Linked DNA regions of Canis lupus: region 2 is linked to region 1. A link is a contact called in public Hi-C data. All regions are on one chromosome and are shown on one strand. The core of a region is the stretch at or near the end of the contact, and the rest is flanking DNA. Distances in the headings are between cores, read along the strand shown.

Region 1 (4,458 bases), core at 687-3,186:
CAATCCAAGGACCCCAGGATCCTGACCTAAGCTGAAGGCAGATGCTTAACTGACTGAGCCACCTAGGCACACAAGGAGGTTTACATTTTAAATGAAAATTTATTTCTCATGTTGTTACCTGGATCTTTTTTGGATTTTTGCTTTGTTTCTGTTTTCTAAACATTTCAGTATTTACGAACTGTATATCTCAAAAAAGTTGTTCTTACATTTTGATTACTGGATCTTTTTAACCAGACTTTTTTTTTTAATTTTTAAAAGATTTTATTTATTTATTTATTTATTTATTTATTTATTTATTTATTTATTTATTTATTTATTTATTTATTTATTTATGACAGAGAGAGAGAGAGAGAGAGAGAGACAGGCAGGCAGAGGGAGAAGCAGGCTCTGTGCAGGGAGCCGGATGTGGGACTCAGTCCCAGGTCTCCAGGATCACACCCCCGGCAGCAGGCGGCGCCAAACCACTGGGCCACCAGGGCTACCTTTAACCAGACTTTTAATTTTCTTTTTTTTTTTTTTTTTTTTTTTTTTAATTTATTTATGATAGTCACACAGAGAGAGAGAGAGAGGCAGAGACACAGGCAGAGGGAGAAGCAGGCTCCATGCACCGGGAGCCCGATGCGGGATTCGATCCTGGGTCTCCAGGATCGCGCCCTGGGCCAAAGGCAGGCGCCAAACCGCTGCGCCACCCAGGGATCCCCATAATTTTCTGTGTCATTTGATAAAAGAAAATTTCCTGGGGGTGCCTGCCTTGGCTCAGGTAAAGATCCCAGGGTCCTGGAATCGAGTCCCACATCAGGCTCACTGCATGGAGCCTGCTTCTCCCTCTGCCTGTGTCTTTGCCTCTTTCTCTGTGTCTCTCATGAATAAATAAATAAATAAATAAAATATTTAAAAAAGAAAAAAAAATTTCCTGGCTCAGATTTTCAGTACAGTTCTGATTCATTGCTAAGGATGATGCTTAAACACTTACATTTGTAAGGTGTCAGGACCCAGGCAAACTCAGGGCACAGATAAGCTATAGGAAATAACTTTCAAACAAAACATTGATGAATCAAAATTTATGGAACACTTTTATTCATGTATTGAACATGCTAAGAAAAAATATTCTGGTGGCAGTAGTAGGGAAAACACTGGCAACAGAGTAAAAAAGATTCTGATTGTTTTCTTCAGGCCTAAAATTGCAGACATTTTCTTTAGTTGAACTTTCAATCTAACTAAAAAGTGAAAATAGCATTTATTTCCCCAGCTTCATTGAGGTATAATTGGCCAAATTGTATATATTTAAGGTGCACCACATGATGAGCTGATATATGCACCTACGGTAAAAAGACATTTTAAGGACAAGAAAAAGAAATTTAGCACAAAATATATAAATTTGAGAATACGGTGCTTTAGAAACAGACGTCTTAAAAATTTCAATAGGGGTCATACCTAGACATATGGTATAGCTGGATTGTGATTTTTCAAGAAATCACGAACGGTATCTTAAGCGCTTTTATTGAAAATATGGTTTTTGAGGTTCTGAGGGCAAGAGGCACCGTCAGCCCTCCCAACGCCTCCGGAGCGAGGTTGTGCAACGCAGCAGTAGTCCTCCAGAGGAAAAAGGTTTTCTCAGATGCACACAGCTCAGGCCCCAACGCTCAGACTACAACTCCCATCGTCCTCCGGGCCTCGCACGCTGGCTCCTCAGGCCCGCCGCGACCCCGCGGCGCATGCGCGTAGGCTTCTCCGTCCGCTCGCAGACTGCAGAGGCTGGGCGGGGCTCCTGGGCGCTCGCGGGACGGTACCGCCCTCCGGCCGCTCCCCCGGCTTCTCTTCGGACCGTTAACCTCGAATGAGGAACGAGTGGGGAGGGAAGGGAGGGGCTGCGGCGGCGCTCTTACAGCCCGCCGGGCCCGGGGCTGGGGGCGGCGAGGTCACGTAACGGCTGCCCTGGCGTCGGCCCGCGGAGGGGCGGCCTCCCCGGCAGCCCGAGCCCTCCGGCGCGCGCCGCGGCTGCGAAACAGTTACCGGCTGGTAAACAACAGCTGCGCGCGCACCCGCCTCAGCTGGCGCTGGTGTCCCGCACCTGCGACCTCCTCCTCCCCTCGCCCCGCCGCCCGCTGCGCTCAGCCCGGGCCGGCCTGCCAGGCCAGCTTCTCCCTCGCTGGGACCTGAAGGAAGGACGGCGACGGGCAGACCCCGCCGCGGCCCTGTGGGGGAGGAAGCGAAGGGGTGGCCTGTCCTGGCACACGCACGGGGAAGCCCGGCGAGCCGACGTGCGCTCGGTGGATTAGCAACGACCCGCCGCGACCCGGAGCTGCGGTCCGAGGGCTCCCGATCCGCCCTCTAGCCGCCGCCTCCCGGATCCCGAGGGCCAGCCTGCCAGAAGAGCGGGCCGGCCACTTGGAAGACGAGACCCCTAGGAGGCATCCTCTGCTCGCCCTTTTTATTCTCTTGTATCCAGAGTGTGGGGTATTTTCCCCGTTATGCATGCGCATCTCTCCCACCAGACCCAAGCGGATTACTGGCCTCAAAAACACCGGGTGGCTCTGCGCACACCTCCCAGCCAGACCTGTGGGGTATTCACCTGATACACAACAGGTGGCCGGGTGTACACCGTTTTGCAATCTGATCTGTGCTATATTCGCCTAATAAGAGTGGGCCTGCGCGCACTTTGCTCAACGAGAACCGGGGGACATTTTCCAGGTAAAAGACTTAACTACCTCGGCGGAAATCTGGGGGTCGAGGGAAGAAGGGCTTCACCTGCTTCTCTGACACCATGGCACTGAGCCTGCAGCCCTGGACCAGGGGAGACAGCTAGATAACTCTTCTTTCTGAAGGAACGAAGTTACACGAGATTGGCAACGTTTTGTCCTTTTTTTTTTTTTTTTCTTAAATATTTACTAGTAGTGCACTTTCTAAGATAATCTGAATTCTGAGTCGTAGGATTCTTATTTGGGACTTTTTGTGTGGTGTAAATCAAGATTATTGAGGGTTTTTTTTTTTTAAGTTTTTCTATTTTTGCAACCAAAAGTAGCTCGCGTAGGAGGAAGGATTTTGCGGGGTTTTCCTTTTTTCTTTGTTCTTCTAAAGGAAAACAGAATAATGCATCCTCCAGAAACCACCACCAAGATGGCTTCAGTGCGGTTCATGGTGACACCAACGAAGATTGATGACATTCCAGGTTTGTCAGATACCAGCCCGGACCTCAGCTCCCGATCCAGTTCCCGAGTAAGATTTAGCTCACGGGAAAGTGTGCCTGAAACAAGCCGCAGTGAGCCTATGAGTGAGATGTCTGGAGCCACCACTTCTCTAGCCACTGTTGCCCTGGATCCAGCCAGTGATCGGAATTCTAACCCCCAGGACGTTACCGAGGGTGAGTAGAAAGACGGAGGATAGGATACTTTCATTACCGCCCTGGGAAATCACTTTTCCATTATGCAGTAATTATCAGGAACCAAGGTCCTTCTTTTTGAGACGCCTAGGAACCTTCCTTTGGAATAATGGTCAGCACAGTGACTGCCTGCCCCAATACTTTGCCATGCGGGAAGGAAAGTAGATTTATATTTTGACTTCTGCATTTTTGCCTCCTTCACATTGAAATGCGTGTTTCGGTTAAGGATGAATATCAAAGAATTTAATCCGTTTTCAGCACAGAGGATCCTAAATTGTGAAATTTACTGGAGAGTTAGCTTTGGGGCTCTAATTATCACAGTCTGCTTTTAAGGCTAGTAACCAGCAGTAGTTATTGACCGTATCTTAGTTATTGGCTTTCCCACAAAGACTTCAGATATTGTATCACAAAATTCTTTTTAAAAATTTAAATTTTAGAGACAGTGGTTCAAGAAGCTAAGCTCACTCAGGGTGAGGCTGGTGGGTCTGTTGTGCTACCCTGTGGAATGGAGAAATATAAAGAGGCTTTTAGGACCTGACTTTTGTTTAAGTTTTTCACTTTGAATTTTAGATGAAGTGTATTGTGTCTCTGTGGTCAGTAAGTAGTAGTATACAAGCCACGTCTGACTCAGTTGACCACTACAGACCTTTAGCTGCCTAAACTAATTTATGTTAGCTGGTTTGGAAGTTTTTGCTGGATTTAATAGGAAAAGGTGATAGAAGAACGAAATGAGATAAAATGGAAAGGTCAAAACGTTTTTCAGACTGTGAGGTAGCGAAGTTTGAGAATTACTGTACTGCTTTATGTTTAGTTTTGTGCTAAATTCTGACATGTGTCAAGTGATGAAAATTTCTCTTAAGAATCTTAAAGGCTCTTAAAATGGTATTCTACCCAAATTTGAAAACCGTAGCTTCTGACTTGACATTTTCTGGGGTCAGGAGATATTGTTCCTCTTAATCTAAAGAGTGCAGGAAACCAGAATGATTTTAGTTCCTTATTTCTGTTTGTGTTTCTGAATGTCTGGAAACAAGGTAGATATGGTAAAGTTTGTAGTCCTAGAATTCACTTATCCTTGACTA
Region 2 (4,458 bases), core at 575-3,074, 180 kb after region 1:
TATGGAATTACTCTTGTATAATTTAGAGTTAGAAACCTATGCAGTTCCTACGGTTTGCTTGGCAAACACCAGCGGTCATAGAATTTCACACTACCAGAAAACATTCCTTAGTCTTCTCTATTCCAGCTGTGCCCATGGAGGTAGAAGCCTGGCATTCGAGGGGCTCAGATCATTAGATCCTTTGGCATTAGAGTGACAATAAGATAGGGGAACAAGGAGAAAGAAATTGAGAGCTCAGTTGCTGTTTGCTGCTGGTCCTCTTCCACATTGCCCCTCAAAAAAGTAAACTCCACCGCTCCTATATGGTATTAAGACCCACACTGGGGGCACCATGGGCTCAGTGGCTGAGCGTCTGCCTTCCGCCCAGGGCATGACCCCAGAGTCCCAGAATCCAGTCCTAGTCGGGCTCCCTGCATGGAGCCTGCTTCTCCCTCTGCCTGTGTCTCTGCGTCTGTGTCTCTCATGAATAAATAAAATCATTAAAAAAAAAAAGACCAACACTGATTACCTATTTTTTTAAATTTTTTTTAAATTTTTGTTTATTTATGATAGTCACAGAGAGAGAGAGAGGCAGAGACACAGGCAGAGGGAGAAGCAGGCTCCATGCACCGGGAGCCCGATGTGGGATTCGATCCCAGGTCTCCAGGATCGCGCCCTGGGCCAAAGGCAGGCGCCAAACCGCTGCGCCACCCAGGGATCCCCACTGATTACCTATTAATCAAATTAACATGTCTGAGACACCAGCAAAGCAGATCACCAAAAATATGTGAACATTTAGGGATGAAGCTATTTTTATTTTGGCATGTTTGTAAATTTTGTATCGTTCTTGAAAAGTGAAATTTTATTTCATGGTTTAGTACAGTTTTGACAGGAGGTGGTCGAGGGTAGGGCCATAACACATGATAACCTTTCTACAGTAGCTCTGCTTCTTCCAAGGATCAACTGTGAAGAAAGGGGGAAGTACCTCCGCCCGACAATTGCGGGCGCTCCCGAGGACAGAGCACGGGTGGCCGCGGATACCGCGTCTCTAACCCTTGCCAGGGGCTCAAGAGTATTTGGCTCTTCCATCCCTTTTCCCAATTTTTGTTACTTTTCTTCGGGAAGCTAAGTCTAAGAGTTCACAGAACAGAAACACGCATTTCGCTCGATAATCTTCAACAGAAATGTGTCATCGAGAGCACAACGTTTATAACCAACAGAAATCTTAGGCAGAAGCCTTTTCTCTTTCTGTCATCAAGAAGGTGAAAATACTGGAGATGCTCTCTGCCATCTTAGCTTGGTTCCCCCGACCCCCGCCGTTGTTTACGGTAAAGCCCTGAAAACCGGGATCGGTGTCGTGCGGGTAAGCGGCCTTCAACCCTCTCCCTTTTCACCGGAGGCGACCCTCAGTGAACAGTCTGTGTACCTGCCCCACTCTTCTAGGCACAGACGTCATCCCCTTCGCACACAAGCGGGAGCCTTTGCATCTCGCACGTCTCGGAGCATCCCTACAACTTTTTAAGCGCTCTCTTCCGGACCCGCGTCTCCTGAAGCCGGGGCCTCATCTGCAGACACCGGTTCAGAGGGTCGTCGCTCTCGGCCTCACAGCCTCCCATTCCGGCGCGGTCCCGCCGCCGCCGCCGCCGCCGCCGCCGCCGCGCACAGGGCCGCACTGCCGCTCGGTGGGTGGAGCGACGACGGGACGCACCGACCCTCGCCTCAGACCGCCTTCCGGCCCCGCGCGCCGGAAGTACTTTGCCCCATTTCCGCCTCGCAAGCGATTGGCGCAAGCCTCCTTCCCTTGGCTTGGAGCCCACAGCTCGAGCCGGCCCCCGCCTCTTGCGCGCAGTGATGACGACATCGGCCGGCGGCGGCGGCGAAGACTGGGGGACGGTTAGGGCTTCCTGGGCTGCAGGCCTGGCTGGTGCGAGCTGCTGTCATGGCGGCCGTGCAGTGGGGCTTCGTTTCCCTCCTCCTGTTGTTGCTCTCAGGGGATGCCCAGAGCTCGGAGCTGCCTGGGGCTGCTGCCGATGGGTCAGGCGGGATTGGGGTCGGCACAGGAGACCGCTTCAAGATTGAGGGACGTGCGGTTGTTCCAGGGGTGAAGCCCCAGGACTGGATCTCGGCGGCGCGAGTGCTGGTAGACGGAGAAGAGCATGTCGGATTTCTTAAGTGAGCCTCCTGTGGGCAGCGGGAAAGCGGTTGGCGTGGACGCTAGAGAGGAATTGCCCCTACGCGAGCCAAGTATCGGAGGGCGAAGGGGTGGGCGCCGGTAGCGGTCTGTGCGGGGAGACCTTGGGGGGCAGCCCCGCGCTTCCCCTTTCCTCCCCATCACCCCGTTTCCCCGTACCTCGGAAGCGAGGGTGGCAGGTGCTTGTCCCAGGGCGGAGCAGGGGGGGTCAGTTTTCTTCAACTCCGTTTTTGCCTTGTTACGGGGTCGACCACTCCAACCGCTGAGCCACCCAGGGGTCCCCGAATCTGGCCACTTTTGCATTCATTTCTGTCTTTTGGCAGCTTGATGTTGTGTAGAAATATGCTGAGCGAGTGGGAATTCTCAAAGCCCAAAGGATTTCTATGATGGCATAGACTGGGAGGCTAATGTTGCTGCTTCTGAAAATAATGGGCCCTGAAGTCCCTAATCAAAGCACCTTTTTTTTTTTTTGCCTGGAGGTGGGATTATTCTTTTTTTACAGTTGAATTCATCGAGGGATTTGCAACATTACATTTGGGGCATTTGTGTGAGACTGGGGTTTCTCCATATTTGCTAACATGGTTCAGTCTTTTCTAGCTCATTGTAAAAATGGGATTTCAACTTCTATTAAAGAACGTGGTGAATTTATTAGCACTCCAGTTTTGCAGTAACCTGCTTTTCAGATGTTTAGACACAACTGTGATGTTTTAAGTCTTTCATTCGCTGCTTGGGGTGTGAAACTGAACTGAAAGAAAATATTTAGGGCAGCTCCGATGGCCCCGGGGGGTGATCCTGGAGACCCGGGATCGAGTCCCACGTCGGGCTCCCTGCATGGAGCCTGCTTCTCCCTCTGCCTGTGTCTCGGCCTCTGTGTGTGTGTGTGTGTGTGTCTGTCGTGAATAAATAAATAATTTAAAAATATTTAGGGGGATGCCTGGGTGGCTCAGCGGTTGAGCGTCTGCCTTCAGCCCAGGGCGTGATCCTGGAGTCGTGGGATCGAGTCCCACATCGGGCTCCCTGCAGGGAGCCTGCTTCTCCCTCTGCTGTGTCTCTGCCTCTCTCTGTGTGTCTCGCATGAATAAATAAATAAAATCTTAAAAAAAATAAAAATATTTAGGAAAAAGTGTTTTCCTGACTGGTTTGTATACCAGCAAGTGGTATTTGAAAACCAGACATCGTAAATATGGATCTTTCTTTCTTTCTTTCTTTCTTTCTTTCTTTCTTTCTTTCTTTCTTTCTTTCTTTTTTGGACGTTTATTTCTAAATCTGATTTGCAAATATTCAGATCACCCGGGTGCTGTTGAATTAGAATTTGAATCTCAGATTAATAATGATGAGAAGCTAGTCTTTTTTTTTTTTTTAAGATTTTATTTACTTATTCATGAGAGCCATACACACACAGAGAGAGGCAGAGACACAGGCAGAGGGAGAAGCAGGCTCCACGCAGGGAGCCGCAGGTGGGACTTGATCCTAAGTCTCCAGGATCACTCCCTGGGGGAAGTCAGCGCTAAGCCGCTGAGCCATCTGTGCTGCCCGAGAAGCTAGTCTTAATGCTATTTGTTTTTACAAATCTGGCGTTAGGGCGTTCTTTAGGGTTTGCCTCTAATGATGTTTTAATGAAGAAACTCAAACCTTGGGAATTGGGGATCCCTGGGTGGCTCAGCAGTTTAGCGCCTGCCTTCAGCCCAGGGTGTGACCCTGGAGACTCGGGATCAAGTCCCACATCCGGCTTCCTGCATGGAGCCTGCTTCTCCCTCTGCCTGTGTCTCTGCCTCTCTGTGTCTCTCATGAATAAATAAATCTTTAAAAAAAAAAAAAAACATAAAGAAAACCTTGGGAAATTAGCCTAAACTGACCACTTGGCTTCTCTTTTCTGTGGTATATAATTCTTTTAAGAAGCATTTATAATTTTTGTTTTAAAATAAGGTATAAGTTATATGTTTGTTGAAGAAAACATAAACAAGAGGTAAGGGATAAGACAACATTTTATCGTATCCTTTCCAGCCTTTTTGTAATCATATGACCTGTTTTTAATAGTAAAATACAATATATAGTACTCTGTAGCCTTTTTTTTTTTTTCCACTTAATATCTTGTGAGCAGTTTATGACATCCTTTCATGTTCTGGCATTTGTATATAGAAATGTTAAGAATTAAAAAAAAAGAATATGAAGAGCTTATGGTGGGACTCTTGTTGGAAGAGGGATAGTAATTTGTCTTATACCTGTTATGCATAACTACAATGCCATTTTGACTTATAGTTCTGCTTGTTGAGGGTGGCTTGGGTCTT

What was found. Hi-C and Micro-C count contacts between places; a contact is called where the count stands out from the background.
Region 2: a contact with region 1 is called in a Hi-C map of amygdala, with 4 times the contacts expected there. The contact joins the promoter of EMC7 here to the promoter of SLC12A6 in region 1. A contact is called at or near these places in 4 of 9 Hi-C or Micro-C datasets (amygdala, blood and skin fibroblasts).

The regions. Positions count from the first base shown.
Region 1 is chr30:1,041,879-1,046,336 of UU_Cfam_GSD_1.0, forward strand. SLC12A6 (solute carrier family 12 member 6) reads left to right here and starts at 1,937. Exons shown (of 26, transcript XM_038579902.1): 1 at 1,937-2,691; 2 at 3,079-3,361. The coding sequence starts at 3,091.
Region 2 is chr30:1,221,768-1,226,225 of UU_Cfam_GSD_1.0, forward strand. It overlaps EMC7 (ER membrane protein complex subunit 7), which reads left to right and starts at 1,825. Exons shown (of 5, transcript XM_038579909.1): 1 at 1,825-2,151. The coding sequence starts at 1,919.